Linked DNA regions of Macaca mulatta: region 1 is linked to region 2. The links are chromatin contacts, called in public Hi-C maps. All regions are on one chromosome and are shown on one strand. Each heading gives the region's core, a stretch centred on a gene start, on an enhancer-like site or on the middle of the called end of the contact. The rest is flanking DNA. Distances are from core to core; before and after follow the strand shown. Region 1 holds the start of DNAJC16 (DnaJ heat shock protein family (Hsp40) member C16). Region 2 holds the start of DDI2 (DDI proteasomal shuttling factor 2).

Region 1 (2,783 bases), core at 246-2,745, 90 kb before region 2:
CATCGTGCTAGCCACTTTTCATGCTTATCTCATTTATCCTTAACTACAATCCTGCCAGGAAAGTATTCCCGCCCCCACCCCCTGCCAGTTTTACAGATGTAGACCCTAGGGTTCAGGGAAACGAATGTTTAAGGACACATGGGCAGTAAGCGGCCGAGGCAGGCAGGATTGAAACCCGAAACCTGACTCGACAAGCCACACTTTTAAAATCCAAGAGTCCACCTTAGAATATAATCGCTTGAGCAGCAAAACCTCAGCCCCATTCGTTCACTTATTCTCCGAATTTTGTTTTTTTTTTTTGAGACGGAGTCTCGCTCTGTTGCCCAGGCTGGAGTGCAGTGGTGCGATCTCGGCTCACTGCAAGCTCCGCCTCCCGGGTTTACGCCATTCTCCTGCCTCAGCCTCCTGAGTAGCTGGGACTACAGGCGCCCGCCACCTGGCCCGGCTAGTTTTTTTGTATTTTTTAGTAGAGACGGGGTTTCACCGTGTTAGCCAGGATGGTCTCGATCTCCTGACCTCATGACCCGCCCGTCTCGGCCTCCCAAAGTGCTGGAATTACAGGCTTGAGCCACTGCGCCCGGTCTTTCCGAATATTTATTGAGGCTGTAGTCAAACACTGAGAACATGGAGGTGAACAAAACAAAATCCCTGCTTTTAGAGTTTACATTCCAGTGGAAGGATCAGGTGATAAACTATATAAATAAATAAAAGACATAGTATGTTAGTGATAAATGCAAAGAGAAAAAAATAAAAACAGGGCAGAGAGATGAAAGCTCTTTATATCCCCAAGGCATCTATCTCATTGGCTCAAAGAAAGTTTCCCTCACCTGTGCCTTATCCCTCTCCCAACCCCCACCGCCCTTTCCCCGTGCTTAAGGCAGAGACCGGTACATTCTTGGGTGGAGCTCGCCTTTCGGTAAACGGGATTAGGAGTCCTGGATTCTCTCAACTCAAAAAAAAAAAAATCAGTAAACAAAAATAAAAGGAATCCTGGATTCTAGGCCTTGGGCAAATCCCTGCCCCTCTCTGGACCTCAGTCTCCTTATCAATATTGGAGGAGTTGGAGAGTTAAAGAATCCCTAGGGTCCCTTCCAATCTGACGCTCTAGGATTCTATGAATAGGGTTAAAGAGAATAGGGACCAGAGATTGCGTCCCCATCCTAGCAACTGTTGCTAGACGAGGGCCATCTCTCGGTAGCAGCGGAAACACCTTCCTGGATAGAGGAGGTCCTTCTGGCATCCCATCATGCATAGCGACTTCGCCTCGCTAGGAGGCACGTTTTGGCCTCTTTGGTCACGATCAACCCTTTGGAAGCAACCAAAGAGCGCCCCTGGTTCCTATAGCAACCGCCCCAGGTCCACGCGTAGACGGCGAGTGGCAAGGGTCAAATATATTTGCCAAGTAGAAACCCTCGACCTGTTCAGTCCTCGCCTTCAGTGCGATGGACCTTTAAGCGTCACGTGACTCCCCTCGGACTTGTCCCCGCCTCTTTTCCCTCCCCAGGCCCGGGCGAGCGCTGTTGTGGACGGGAAGCTCCCGGCCCGGCGAACTAACTGGAGCACGGACGCTGCAGCCGGTTGGGCCGGTGTACTTTCCCGGTAACTCCTTCCCGGCGTGACGCGCGGAACCGCGGACGCGGCGGGGCCAGGTCGACTCAGGGATTTCCCCTCAGTTCCTTCTTGTTTCCAGTCACTGCCGGGCCCGGGGGGAGCCGGGAGCCAACAGGGCCGGGCCCTGGGCTCTCGGAGGGCGGCGGGGGAGGGGGTTGTCTCCTGTAGGGTTGCGACCTCCGGCGGGAGCGCGAGGCGGGTTTTAGACCTGGAGCGTGTCTCTGGGAGCCTCTTCCTGGTCCTGGAGATGCTACCCAGAGGGTTGGCAGCCTACCTGTTGGGCAGGTGTTTGCTGCTCCGAGGTCGGCGCCGTCTATCTCGCATGTCAGCGAAAGAACTTCCCAGACCGCCGCCACTCGGGCCCTCTAACTGGAAGGAACTGACACAGTTAAATAAGGCAGTGGTCGTACTGCATGGTAGAAATAATAGCACTAACGACCATTTATTGACTGTTGACTCTGGGCTCAGTAAACCCTTTAGATGCATTTAGTCCCCACATGATGGGGACTAAAGGTAGTAGTATTCATTCCGATTTTATGAATAAGGACGCTGATGCTTAGCAAGTTTAAATAATTTGCCCAAGGTAATACAGTAGGGGAGAGTAGATCCCAGCCTTCAACCCATATGCTTAACCAGTAGCTACATCGCCTTCACGTGTTTTGTAGGCTATAATAGATTGCCTTAACAAAGAAGAAACTGGTTTGTTTTAGGATTTTATTCAGCACGTATGCAATTTTAAACATTGATCATTAGATTAGTCAATTTTGTGAGGACCCCCAGGCGGCATTAAACTTGCACTTACGGAAATCTACCACTGTTATAGCTTTGCCCCTCTTCAGTAAGGTGTCACAGTAGACATTTGAACCTTAAAACTGTATTAGCTTATGAGAAATCAAGATAAATTGAGAAAAACATCATAGGGTATAACAGCGATCATAATTGTGGAGTATACATATCCACAATTCCAGCACTACCCTGTTCGTTAACCAGCCAGGATTATTTCCAAAATTCACAATGTACTCACCAGAGATGGAGCTTAAAACTTTTAAAGATCATGTCTGCTATTTGGTCTTTGCCATTAATTCTTCTTCACATGGAAAACTGAATTTTTTCTTGCCACTTTTTCTCATCTGAGGTTTCCATTAATAATGACCATATTGGCCGGCACGATG
Region 2 (2,723 bases), core at 217-2,716:
GAAGGCACTGTGTATGTCTTTCCTAATACCCATTCCCAGCCTCCCTTTTCCCTATTTATGTCCTTTAGGCAAAGCTAAATACTTGCTTTCCTAGCCTCTACGCATCTATGTGACACAATTCTGTCCAGTGAGATGTAAGCAAAAATGTGCACAGGGACTTCTGGGCAACCTTTTTCCTTGAATAGGAAAATGATGCATGGCGTGGAGGCAGCCAGCCATATATTGCAACCCTCAGGAAACAGTCAAAACAATTACAGAGGTATTGACCCTAATTTCAGTGAGCCACTCAACCAATGCTGTTGCTACCTCCAGGCCTTCTCTCCTGTGAGAAAATAAACCCTTGTTTGTTTAAGCCACTGATAGTCAAGCTTTCCGTTGCTCGTAGGCGATATAAGCATTCTCACTACCCTGTTCCTCTACTTTCTCTTCGTAAAAGCCTTCGGCTGCTAATTCTCCCTTTCCTGCACCAACAGCCTACTTACTACCTACTTACCTGCACCCACAGCCATCTTATTTGCTCCTTCTCTCCTGTTAAAATGGAAAAGGGCTCCCTACATGGACGGGGGAGTGGGAGTAAATGGAAAGATGCTAATCTGGCATCCATTACAAATTCATCTTTCAATTTTGGTTTTCTTACTCATCCGCACGTTAGTTCTGGGTCTCTATCACTCATCAGCTATGTGCCTTAAACAGGCCATTAAAGTAGCAAATATTTATTGAGCAGATTCTAAGCTGTGCCCAAAAAGGCACTGCGCTAGGTGGTAGAGGTTGCTAGGGCTAGGAAACAGACAGTCCAAGTAGAGAGAAAACTATTTACAAGACAGGGGAATGGAGCCTTGTAGGAACTGAGCTATGTGGTTGGGAGGGCAGAGAATGTGGGAAGAGCTCGGGAGAAGGGGCTGGGGAGGTAGGCGTGGGCCACAGCCAACTGGCTTCTATAGACTAGGGAGGGTAATGATTTTGGTTTTAATCCTAAATCACTGAGACAGGAAGTGAATTACTCTCTCGGAGCCTCAATTTCTACCACGAAAAATACGTTTTTATTACTAACTCCTGTACTAGATTGAGAGTTACGGAGAAGGATTTATCTTTTTATTCATTTCTGCGTCGCCGGCGCCCGACACGTGGTAGGCACTTAATGCCTGTTCGGTGAACAAATAAGACTGGGGACTCCTCCACAGACCTCAGTCATTAAGTCAACCAGTCAGCAGAGATTTCCTTCTCCGCGTTCCTTTTCTTCCCTCCCCTTTTCTCGCCCTTCCTCCCTCTCCCCTCCCACGCCCCCTTCCCACTCCTCCCCCTCCTATCTTCTCCAGGCTTCCTCCTCCCCTTCCAGTCCCCGCCCCCCGCTGCGTCGCGAAGGCGGGGAAGGCGAGGCGGGCTTTACGGCAGCCGAGTTGCGGCGGGGCGGGGCGCCGGGCGGGCGGCGCGCTTGGCGGCAGCCGTGGGAGGCAGGCGGGCAGGCAGACGGACTCGCAGGCGGGTGGCGGCGGCCGTGCTTGCTAGTGAGGGCGGGCGGGAGTGACTCACTGAGCGTGTGTGAGGGAGGGAGCGAGCGAGCGAGCGAGCGAGCGAGCAGCCCGCGCCGGCCTTCCGCAGCACCAGCCAGGCCACGCCGCCGCCTCTTCCCCTGCGCCCCGCGCCCAGGCCGGGCCGAGCCGGGTCGGGCCCGGGCCATGCTGCTCACCGTGTACTGTGTGCGGAGGGACCTCTCCGAGGTGACCTTTTCCCTCCAGGTCGACGCCGACTTCGAGCTGCACAACTTCCGCGCGCTGTGCGAGCTCGAGTCTGGCATCCCCGCAGCCGAGAGCCAGGTACGCCGGGCAGCGAGCCGGGCCTGCCCCGGAGCTAAGCCCTCCCCGCCTCGGGGCCGCACTCCCTTTGCTACTGGTGAAGAATTGGGGGCTGGGGTGAGCAGGGATAGCCATTCTCAGGTCACCCCCGCATCCGGGAAGGAGTTGGGGAGCTGGCATCGGTAGCTGCCCTCACACACCCCGAGCGTGGGGTGGGGTACGAGGAGAGGGAGCGGAGAACCTGACCGCAGACGCACCCACTGCAGCGTGAGGGGCGCGTGGACTGTAGAGCAGCGCTAACCCTCCTCACCTTTGGCTCTTTGGCCCTTTTTCTGATCCCGAGTGTAGGATATCGTTGTGGACCTCAGAAGCAGCCCTGGGTTTGCTAGGGTTCATACGTCCTGCAAACCAGAAATACCAGTTTGGATCACTGTGGTAGATAGATGTTCCTCTGCTTCTCTCTCTCTTTTTTTTTTTTTTTTGGAGAGGGTTTCTGCTTAAATATACGCAGTTTAAATGCACAGATTTGCACTTCCGGTGAAAGAAAAAGTTTAAGACTTGCACTACCTCGTTTTGGGGTCTTTGGAAGTGCTCTTTACCCACTACATGCGTTTCTGGTTAAATTCTTTTGAAAAACAGTACCTGTTGGTTCAACTCAAGCTGTTTGTTTCTTTCGGTTCTACCCTGGTAGTAAGCCAGAGGGCCCATTTTCTTTCAGGCCACAGTTCAGAGTTTGGGTCAGTTCAAAGCTCAATGCTTTAAAAGGATATGTGCTTGGAAACGGCCTAATATCTGCTGTTTGGTGGTTTCATTTCCCTACTCAGCTTGCTTTGCTGGAAAGAAGTTCAACCTCTCATATTTTAACTAAGCAAAGTAATTCTCAAAATGCTTTGGGGCTGCCCCTAGTCTTTATCAAACAGAATCGGTGAC

Evidence for each region. Hi-C and Micro-C count contacts between places; a contact is called where the count stands out from the background.
Region 1: a contact with region 2 is called in a Hi-C map of cortical neurons, with 2.4 times the contacts expected there. The contact joins the promoter of DNAJC16 here to the promoter of DDI2 in region 2. A contact is called at or near these places in 2 of 14 Hi-C or Micro-C datasets (cortical neurons and liver).

Annotation. Positions count from the first base shown.
Region 1 is chr1:225,514,249-225,517,031 of T2T-MMU8v2.0, reverse strand. DNAJC16 (DnaJ heat shock protein family (Hsp40) member C16) reads left to right here and starts at 1,495. Exons shown (of 15, transcript XM_015118651.3): 1 at 1,495-1,649.
Region 2 is chr1:225,424,219-225,426,941 of T2T-MMU8v2.0, reverse strand. DDI2 (DDI proteasomal shuttling factor 2) reads left to right here and starts at 1,466. Exons shown (of 10, transcript XM_015119175.3): 1 at 1,466-1,814. The coding sequence starts at 1,677.